Linked DNA regions of Mus musculus: region 1 is linked to region 2. A link is a contact called in public Hi-C data. All regions are on one chromosome and are shown on one strand. Each heading gives the region's core, a stretch centred on a gene start, on an enhancer-like site or on the middle of the called end of the contact. The rest is flanking DNA. Distances are from core to core; before and after follow the strand shown. Region 1 holds the start of Klhl11 (kelch-like 11). Region 2 holds the start of Ezh1 (enhancer of zeste 1 polycomb repressive complex 2 subunit).

Region 1 (5,478 bases), core at 1,094-3,593, 750 kb after region 2:
CTTCTGCTCTACTGGGTTCCAAGTTCTGTTCATTTACCCTTGAACTCTCCTCTGATCCATATCTGCTCTACTTAATTGGTGCCTTTATTTCCTCTTTTGTCCTGGTACAATCCATCCTCTATCAGTGACATTTAAAAAATCAAGTTGAAGGCTTGCCAGGTGAAGACATTTGCTGCTAAGCCTGACCATGTAAATATGATGTGGAAGGAAAAGTTCTCTAACATTAGGTGTGCAAGGCACATGCAATGACAATACTACACACCTATACTAAAGAATGTAAAAAGAGTTAAAGGCTTTTATTTGTTTGTTTGTTTTTTGGTTTTTTGGTTTTTCGAGACAGGGTTTCTCTGTGTAGCCCTGGCTGTCCTGGAACTCACTTTGTAGACCAGGCTGGCCTCGAACTCAGAAATCCGCCTGCCTCTACCTCCTGAGTGCTGGGATTAAAGGCGTGGGCCACCATGCCCAACTTGTTTTTTTTTTGAGACAGGGTTTCTCCATGTAGCCCTGGCTGTCCCAAAACTCACTAGACTAGCCTGTTCTGAAATTCAAAGATCCTCCATTTCATTCTGTGTTCTTCCAAGGTCGGCAACATCCATTTTTAGGAAATCAGACATAAGTAATTCCTCACCTTCACCCACCTAGCTGAGACTCGGTCTTCTTTTGAGACAGCTCAGGTTGTCTTCCCACAAATGATTCTGCCTTAGCGTCCCAACGGCTGGAGTTACAGGTGTGTGCTACTTTTACCAGCCTAAGACTCAAAGTCTTATGCTTTACTACCTTTTGAAAATAATTTTCTCAGCCCGGTGGAACTTGGGAGGCAGAGGCAGGTGAACTCTGTGAGTTCAAGGCCAGACTGGTCTACAGAGTGAGTTCCAGGACAGTCACCCCTACCTAGCTGAAACCCTGCCTATAAACAAACAGACAAACAAACAAATATTCTGTTTTATGGGCAAAAAATATGGCTAATTGCACCTAACACCAACCAAGTCTAATTAATGACTCAAGTTCGAGTTCTATCCTCTAACGTAGTGATGTTCATTAAATTGTGCTTTGTACTCCACACGAATACCCTACCATAAAAATAAATAAATGTAATTTTTAGGGCTATTTACTTATTGGTGCTGGGGTGACTAAACTGCCCTGGTTTCTTTTTTTTTGTTTTTGTTTTTCGAGACAGGGTTTCTCTGTGTAGCCCTGGCTGTCCTGGAACTCACTCTGTAGACCAGGCTGGCCTCGAACTCAGAAATCTGCCTGCCTCTGCCTCCCGAGTGCTGGGATTAAAGAAGTGCGCCACCACGCCAGGCTTGCCCTGGTTTCTTACATAGCTCATGTTAAATTGGGTGTGCTCGCCGGGCAATGGTGGCGCATGCCTTTAATCCCAGCACTTGGGAGGCAGAGGCAGGTGGATTTCTGAGTTCGAGGCCAGCCTGGTCTACAAAGTGAGTTCCAGGACAGCCATAGCTACACAGAGAAACCCTGTCTCAAAAAACAAAACAAAAAACAAACAAACAAAACAAAACAAAATTGGGTGTGCTCAGGAACATTTTAGTAATCCCAAAATCCAGGAGAAGAATCAGGAGTTCAAAGTCATCCTTAACTACACAGCAAGTGTGTGGCCACCTTGGGCTACATGAGAGACACCTGCAAAAATAAATAACTTTAACGAAGTTATTTTTCTTTATACTGCCCCCCTCCTGGATTGGAAAGATAGTTTAGCAGTTAGGAGTACTCTCTCAGAGAATCAGTTTGATTGTTGGCTCCCAACACCCTTATCAGGGGGGTTTTAACCGCCTTTAACTCCAGCTACTGGGAATCTAACACCTACCTGTCCTCTGTAGGACCTGTGCACAGACACTTTGATAAGAATAAAATTTAAAAATTACTTTCTCTCCAAAGTCAATCGTTTTGTGTTTTAAGACGGGGTTTCTCTGTGTATTCCTGGCTGTCCTTTCTGAGACTAGGTCCTCGAACTCAGGGAGATCAGCCTGCCTCTGCCTCCCAAGTGCTGGGATTGGCACAGGCCAGCAGAGGCAGGGGTAAGGTGGATCTCTGTGAGTTCCAGGCTATCATGGTCTACAAAGTTAAAAAACAAACAAACAAACAAAAAATGTGTGTGCGTGTGATGGCGAGGATACACTCCAAAGCAACATAAAGTAGAAGAAAATTCAACAAAACAAGCACAGGGGGCCACCATAATGGAGGGGCGAGAAAAGGTAGACCTGAGTTTTTTTCTGGCTCCGAGAACTGCGCTTGCCTCGCTAGAGGGCGTAAGCACGGCAGAAGTGCGCAGGCGCGGCTCCGCCCCGCGCGCACTATTTAATCCCAGAATGCCTCTGTGTCGCATCAGACTTGCCGCACCGTTCGGAAGCTGAGGGGGCCGGTACGGCGGCGTCAAGATGGCGGCGGCTGTGGCGGCGGCAGCTGCCGCTGCGGCCGCGGCTGCATCTTTTCAAGTGCTGGAGATGGAGAGCATGGAGACTGCCGTCGCCGGTTCCGCGAGCCTGGCCGCTGAGGTCCGAGGCAGTGGCACGGTAGACTTCGTGACCGGGGCCGGCATCTCTACCCTCGTCGACACGGGCGGGAGCGATCCGGGCCCAGAGGCCGAGGACTTCGAGTGCAGCACTCACTGCTCCGAGTTGTCCTGGCGGCAGAACGAGCAGCGGCGTCAAGGCCTGTTCTGCGACATCACCCTGTGCTTCGGCGGGGCCGGAGGTCGCGAGTTCCGTGCCCACCGCTCGGTGCTGGCCGCTGCCACCGAGTACTTCACGCCCTTACTCTCGGGTCAGTTTTCGGAATCGCGCTCGGGCCGGGTGGAGATGCGCAAGTGGAGCTCAGAGCCCGGACCCGAACCTGACACGGTGGAAGCCGTTATCGAGTACATGTACACCGGCCGCATCCGAGTGAGCACCGGCAGCGTGCACGAGGTGCTGGAGCTGGCCGACAGGTGAGACGACCGTGGGCGAGCGAGGGCTGGGTTGGGGGGTGGGGGGCAGTGTCTGTGGTGCCAGCTCCCTCATTATGCCCGCGACGGGACAGCCACCGCGCCTGGCACTGAGGATGCCCCCTGAGAGTCTAGCTTGTGCGCATTGCACCCCTGAGCGCAGATTTCAGGTGGTAGGGACAAAGGCGATGAAAAACGGTGGGTCGTGTTCGACTCCTGTGATGATGACATTTAAAAAACGGTGAAGGGCTAGCTACGGATCGGAGGAAATGTCATTTAAACCAGCTTCGCAGTGGCAAGAGAAATTGGCCGTACAAAAGGGAATGGGTGCACATTACAGGCTTCCCAAAGGCCTCAGTCAGGGTCCAGGCTGGCTTAGAGAAGAAAGGACGTTAAAAAGAAAATCCAGCGATTCCGGATATGCTGGGTTTAAAGACCAGAGGGTGTGTGTGAGGAATGTTTGGATTTTATTGAGTGTGATGGATGGGAAACTGGGTAGAGAGATTATCTGATTTTAATATTTAAATACGAAATATTTAAATATTTCAAAAGTGAAAAGTGGATTGTGGAAAATGGATTGTGGGGAGCCAGAAAGGACGCCACAGAGGTTGGTTCGGAGGCAGGTGGAGATGCTGGTACTGTTACAAATCCTTTAACACATACCTCTGGAGCGCTAGACACTGACCTCGTTACAGTGCTGGGGGAGGGGGTATATCCAGCAGTGATCAAAACACATGAAAATCCTTTTCCTTATCAAACTCTCTGATGTTTAACAGCGAATATATAGCATGTTGAATAATTATTACAGCTGTGAGGCAGACTGAGGTGTGGGACTGTGCGTCATAGGCCCTAATGGAGAGGAGGTTTTGTTTTTTTATTTCTTTGTTTTGAGACAGGTTCGCACTATGTAATGCTGGTTGTCCTGGAACTCAATCTATAGACCAGGCTGAGAGGAACTATTTTTAAATTGGGCACATAAAGAATGTTCAGAAATCATAGCAAAGGCATATAGGTGGCAAGGTAGTGTGCTTCAGGTAGAGGGAGAAAACAGCGTGGGTTATATAGCTGCATGAAGGAGGCAGGATGAGAGGAGCAAAAGCATCCAAGTGGTGGGGAGGATGGATGGGTCCCTTGGAGCAGTGATGCTCACCCTGCCTAACACTGCAACCCTTCAATACGGCTCCTCATGTTGTGGTGACCCCAACCATAACATTATTTCCTTCCTAGTTCATAACTAATTTTGCTTCTGTGAATATCTGATATTCAGGCTATCTGATATTTGACCCCTGTGAAGGGGTTGCTTGATCCCCAAAGGGGTCACAACCCACATGTTAAGAACCTTTGCCTTAAGGCCTCATGGGCCTGTGAAAGAAGCTGACCTTTCTAAAATTAGAAGGCATTGAGAATGATTCTGTTTTACTTAATAAATTCCATGTCAAAAAAAGGGCAGGACAGGGTGCGGCAAGAGCTGTAGCAGAGACTAGGTCATTGCAATAGTGGTAGAGGCTTGGATTGAAGAAGGGAGGTGATGAGAACTGTGTCATCTGTGTGTATGCTTTGGGATTTATGTATAAGGGTGTTTTACCTGTGTGTATATATGTATAGTATCAGTGCTTGGTGCCTAAGGAGGGCAGAAAGAGGACATGTGGATGCTGGAAATTAAGCCTGGATCCTCTAGAAGAACAGCCAGTGCTTTTAACTGCTGATCCATCTCTGCAGGCCATCTGTGTTTTGAAATAGAGGAGATGAATTACTGGTGGGCTTGACACAGGAGTAAGGAAAAAAAATTTTTTTTTCGGAGACAGGGTTTCTTTGTGTAGCGTTGGCTGTCCTAGAACTAGCTCTGTAGACCAGACTTCAACTCAGATCCACCTGCCTCTTCCCCCCAAGTGCTGGGATTAAAGGCCTGTGCCTCTACTGACTAGCCAGCCAGAAGAATTTTTTTTAACCCAAGCAATTGGAAAGATCAGATTATTGTTACAGTGTGGAAAAAGGTTGGGCATTTAATCCCAACACCCTTGGGAAGCAGAGGCAAGCAGGTCTTTGAATTTTAGTTTAGCCTGGTCTACATATCCAGCTCAGCTAGACTTGTCCCACCTCCTTATATTTCAAAAGAGATATGGAAAAAATAGAGGCTTCAGAGATGGCCCAGATGTGGAAAACATGCCTGCACTGCAGGGATGAGGGCATGGTAGTGCATTCCTGTAACCCCAGCCTTGGGGAAGAGAGCAGAAACAGACTGATTCCAGTCTGGCACAATGGGTTAGGTCCAGTGAAAGACCTTGTCTGGAAAAATAAGGTGGGGGGCTGGACTGACAGCCCAGTGGTTAAGAGCACTTGTTTCTCTTACAGAAGACCAAGGTTGGTTAGGTTCTCAGCCCCAACCTTGTGGCTCACAACTATCTGTACCTACTATTTCAGTGGATCTGATGTCTTCTGACCATCAAGGGCATCAGACATACATGGTACATAAATATACACGTAGGGAAAACACTCATAAACATAAAATCTCTAAAAAAAAAAATTTAGATCCAAAA
Region 2 (5,450 bases), core at 1,044-3,543:
GCTTTTTTGCTTTTAAACTTATTATTATTATTATTATTATTATTATTATTATTTTTTTTTTTTGGTTTTTTGAGACAGGGTTTCTCTGTGTAGCCCTGGCTGTCCTGGAACTCACTTTGTAGACCAGGCTGGCCTCGAACTCAGAAATACACCTGCCTCTGCCTCCCAAATGTTGGGATTAAAGGAATGTGCCACCACGTCCGGCTTAAATTTATTATTATCATTATTATTACTACTACTAGCAGCAGCAGCAGCAGTGGGTGTGCGTGGGTGGGTGGGAGTGCCATGGCCACTTTTGAGGTCCCAGGATTAACTTTGTAGAGTTGCTTTTCTCCTTTCACTTTTGTGTAGATTGTGGGGATTAAGCCTAGGTCACCAGGTCACCAGGCTTGCACAGAAAGCACCTTTACTTTGAGCCAGCTCATTGGCCTAGAAACCCAAAGGTTGGTTTTCCTCTCTCTCTTTTTCTTTTCTTTCTTCTGTCCTTCCCTCCCTCCCTTCCTCCCATCCCTCCTTCCTTTCTGTATTCATTTATTGAGACAGAGTTTCATTATGTAGCTCTGGCTGTCCTGGAACTAACTGTAGACCAGGCTGGCCTCGAACTCATAAAAATCTACCTACCTATTGATAGGTTATTTCTCTGCTGCCGGTGAAATGAGCCAATTCAAGCCAGATTATATTAATTAAAGGCAGTTTTGTTAGGAAGCTGCTCTCTGCCCTCAAGGATTGTGGCTAGGGGAGTTGCCATGGGGAAGTGGGGCTAGGGAGGAAGAGGGAAAGAGAGAAAGGAAAAGAGAAAGGGAGGGAGGAGAGAGAGAGAGAGAGAGAGAGAGAGAGAGAGAGAGAGAGAGATTGAGCGCGCGAGCAGAGCCGGATAGCGCCAGCATGAGAAATGTCTGGATTATACAGGGAAGAACCTCTCTGGAGAAACAGCAGCCCAGCCCCTGGGCTGGAAAGTTCAGGGTTGGGGGCAGGGTATGCCAGGTAGGAACTGAAGGGTTGCTGGGAGAACTTGGAGGCCAGGTCCACTTTGATATGTAAAATATGCACCTCAGTCCCTTTTCTGCAGACACCTGCCTCTGCCTCTGCCTCCAAAGTGCTGGGATTAAAGATGTGTGCCACCACTATACCTACCTCCAAAGTTTTTGATAAAAGGAAAAGAATAGTGGAGGCTGGAGAGATGGTACAGTGGATAAGAACAAAGGCGACTTTAAAAAGGACCAAGATTTGATCTTCAGCACCTACATGGTACCTCACTACGGTTAGCAACTCCAGTCCCAGGGGATCTGATGGCCTCTTTTGGCCTCCAAGTATGCCCACAAACACATGGTACAGATACATACACCCAGGCACACACACACACACACACACACACACACACACACACACTAAAACAAACAAATGCATCGTTAAAAAATAACTAAAAGTCCGGGGAGTGGTGGTGCATGCCTTTAATCCCAGCACTTGGGAGGCAGAGGCAGGCAGATTTCCGAGTTTGAGGCCAGCCTGGTCTACAAAATGAGTTCCAGGACAGCCAGTGCTACACAGAGAAACCCTGTCTCGAAAAAAACAAAAACAAAACGAAAACGAAAAACCACCCCCCCCAAAAAAACAAAAAACCAAAACCAAAAACCACCATAGCATGTATTAAAACACACATACGCAAATAAATAAATAATAAAATATTTTGAAAAAAAGAACCTGTTCGTTTCTGATGATGGATATTTCTTGCCTCTATAGTTACTATTCCCTTTTTGTAATATTAAGTATCTTGTGGAGAGGTTTAAAAAATATTCTCGAGGGCTGGAGAGATGGCTCAGCGGTTAAGAGCGCCGACTGCTTTTCTGAAGGTCGTGAGTTCAAATCCCAGCAACCACATGATGGCTCACAACCATCCGTAATGATATCTGATGCCCTCTTCTGGGGTGTCTGAAGACAGCTACAGTGTACTTACATATAATAAATAAATAAATAAATATTAAAACAATATTCTCAAGCCGGGCGTGGTGGCGCACACCTTTGATCCCAGCACTTGGGAGGCAGAGGCAGGCTGTCTTCCAAAATTTGACTTGTAAGTTGTCTAAACACGGTTGGCAATGGTGCGCTGCTGAATAAAGTCTTCAAGAAGAGATCTGTGGCTCCAGGATGACTTTTCTCTGACAGCGCCACCTAGGAAAGTGTCGGACTAGAGCTACATCACCTTAGCGAAAACACACACCTGCGAAGACCGCAGCCCAGGTGATCCACCCTCAGAGTGCGCACGCGCACGGAGGGGAGGCGCGGGGCGTGGCCGCGGCGCAGGGGCGTGGCCGTAGCGCGCAGGCGTCCTAGTGGCGGGTGGCTGCGTCTCAGGATGGAGGGTGAGTGAGTAAACAAGACGGGGCTGGGCGGTGGGGCCGGGCCTGGGCTTGGCGTGACGCTTGAACCTCAGGGCTGGGGAGGCGAAGAAATGAGGAAACTGAGGGCCACACCATTGCCTGACCCGGGGTAGCGCGAAGCCTGTCGTCCCGAGTGTGGTGGGACCCGGGGCGACAGCGCGTGCGAGCTGCGGGGGGCCGCGTGGCGGAGGGGGCGCGGCGGGGGCGGACCCGGCTGGTGGCCCGTGCCAACGTGGGTGGGCCTTGGCGTCTGCCAGGGGACCCTGACTCTTGTAAGCGGGAGGGCCAGAGGCCCGGGTGGCTCGGGCTCGCAGAGGCTTTGAGTGATGTTGAGGAAGGGGTGGCCAGGCCGAGATGCCCGCCAAGTGTGAGAGGTTCTTAAGACGCCCAAGTGTCAGGGTCGAGATTCCCGGGGTCGCGCGGCACCTCCTCAACATTTTGCTCCCGGACCTTGTCGCTGGTCTAACTCGCCTCACTTTAGTTCCGGGTTTGAGTGAGGATTTGTCTTCAAACTGTGACTGTCTCTCCCGTCCCCAGAATTCCCAGAAACGATATGTAAATGAACGCATCCCGAAGTAAAAGGGAAGGTGCTATATTTGGGACATAACTTGTCAGGAAGTAGATGTGAGACAAAGCTTTAAGAGAATTTTTTTTGGGGGCGTGTTTCGAGACAGGGTTTCTCTGTGTAGCCTGACTGTCCTGGAACTCACTCTGTAGACCAGGCTGGCCTCGAACTCAGAAATCCGCCTGCCTCTGACTCCCAGTGCTGGGATTAAAGGAGTGCACCACCACGCCTGGCGAGAATTGTTAAGATTTAGTTGTTTGGGTTTTTGTTGTTGTTGTTGTTGTTTGTTTGTTTGTTTTTAATGTGTGTGCACTCTATGTATGGATGGTTCCAGGGACATCGAATCCCTTGGTACTAGAGTTAAGGATGCTTACATACCACCATGTGGGAGCAGGGAACTGAGCCAGTCCTTGTTGTTTGCAAGAGCAACAAGTGTTCTTAACCGCTGAGCAGGCTTTTCACCATGTGGGACGAGCTTACTTTGGTCAAAGTGACCACTGAGATGATGTAGGTGGTGGGGCACAAGGAAGAGAATGGAAATAGATTAGATGGAGGTTAGTGTTGGAGGTGTGGGTAAACTGATTAGCCAAAGTATGGAACCTATGCCTTGGGAAACAGAGCCAAGGATCACAAAGAATTGGATATGTACAGGGAGGACATTGAAAATGTAGAGACTTTTGGGGTACATTTGCTACATGATATCTCAGAATAAGAAATCTTCAGCCCAATGAATATTTTTGTTGATTTTGGTCTCTGCATAGCACCTGGCTATCTTTGAACTCTCCCTGTACACCAGGCAGGCCTTGAACTCACAGGATCCTCAGGCCTCTACCTCTTGGGATTAAAAGGTATGACTCACCCTCCACCCAAAGATTTTAAGACGAGGAAAGGACATTGGATGTCTTTCCAGCCTGAGAAGGTTTGACCGCTGCCCCAGTCTTTTGATTTTTGAGAAACCTGTTTTCAGCCTTGGAAACCCAGTTGTGGCTCTGAAGGGAGATAACCAGCTCACATAGGAGTGAATGCATGTTAGGAGAGAAGACCTTAATCACATAAACAGGATGCTAGTTGTGATGTTGCAGCCTTAGAATCCCAGAACTCCGTTAATGGAATTAGGAGGCTTAGGAGTTCAAGGCCAGCCTTTTCAAGGTCAGCCTGGTCTAAATGAAACTCTGTGTCAAAACAACCACAAAAGTATGTAAACCTGGAAGAACCATCTGTAAAAAGGAAACATCTGAGGGGATGTGGCGCACACACCCTTCTAAAGCCTTCTGTGGATGTTCTGACTCATGTCTAACCGAAGAGTCTGGTTTTTATTGAATGATAATGGATGGTCCCCAACAAAACTTTATGCTGATGTAGTTCATAATCAGCTAGGGCAGGGCCCTGCCTATAGCAGGCTAATGTGGTTGTATATCTTCAAGGCAGCTCTCTTCCACTGGTCCTGGAAATTTAAAAAAAAAAAAAAAGCATCCCCGGAGAAAACCAAATCCGTTTTGATTTTTGTTACTCTTGTCTGCAGTGGGGATGGCCTGGTTCTATTGAACACTAGGAAATATTTATGTTAATTAGAGTTCTTTAGTTAAGATTGTGGTTCACAGCAAACCAGGCATGGTGGTCCATGTCTGTAATTCTGGTACTAAGGAGATAGAGGTAGGTGGTTCAGTAGTTCAAGGTTATCCATGACGACCTAGCATCCTTGAGGTGAGGTTGATGGAGGATCTGAGATACTGGCATTTTGTTGTTTGTTTTGAGCCCTGGCTGTCCTAGAACTCATTCTGTACAAGTGTTGATGAAATTGAAACTAGTGACTCAATTTAGATATATATTTTTAAAGATGTATTTATTTTATGTATATGAGCACACTGTAGCTGTCTTCAGACACCAGAAGAGGGCATCGGATCCCATTACAGATGATGTGATCCACGCTATGGTTGCTGGGAATTGAACTCAGAACCTCTGCAAGAGCAGTCAGTGCTCTTAACTACTGAGCCATCTCTTTAGCCTCCATTTTATATATCTTATGTCCATAGTTTAACCCTCCTTCCCATTCCTATTATGAATTGAGGATGAAACAACAATAGGCTGAGGAGATGGCTCAGCTGTTGAAGAGTATCCTGTTACTTTTGTAGAGGATGCTGACTTGGGTCCCAGGACCCACATGGCCCATAACCCCAGCTCTAGGGGATCTGACTGATACCAGCTTCTGAACTCTGAGGGCACTGCCCTTCCGCGGCATACATATGTACATGTAGACCAAACACTGACATAAAATAAATCTGATAATAAATTTTAATTAAAATGGAAAAAACAAGATGGGACAATTAAGAAGCTATGGTGCCACATGGCTCCAAAGCCTTTGTTATTTTGCTTACTAACTAGATTATTAACTAGTGAAGAACCAGGTGTGGTCTTTGTGTGTCTCTGTGTGTGTTGGGTGCTGTTTTTTTCTTCTGTGGCAAGTTGTGTGGTAAGCATATGTTGCACTTTGCTTCTTGTTTTTCTTT

The links. Hi-C and Micro-C count contacts between places; a contact is called where the count stands out from the background.
Region 1: a contact with region 2 is called in a Hi-C map of B cells, with 8 read pairs. The contact joins the promoter of Klhl11 here to the promoter of Ezh1 in region 2. A contact is called at or near these places in 3 of 39 promoter capture datasets (hippocampal neurons and liver) and 1 of 484 Hi-C or Micro-C datasets (B cells).

The regions. Positions count from the first base shown.
Region 1 is chr11:100,469,647-100,475,124 of GRCm38.p6, reverse strand. Klhl11 (kelch-like 11) reads left to right here and starts at 2,343. Exons shown (of 2, transcript NM_172565.2): 1 at 2,343-2,944. The coding sequence starts at 2,397.
Region 2 is chr11:101,223,306-101,228,755 of GRCm38.p6, reverse strand. It overlaps Ezh1 (enhancer of zeste 1 polycomb repressive complex 2 subunit), which reads left to right and starts at 2,293. Exons shown (of 21, transcript NM_007970.3): 1 at 2,293-2,360.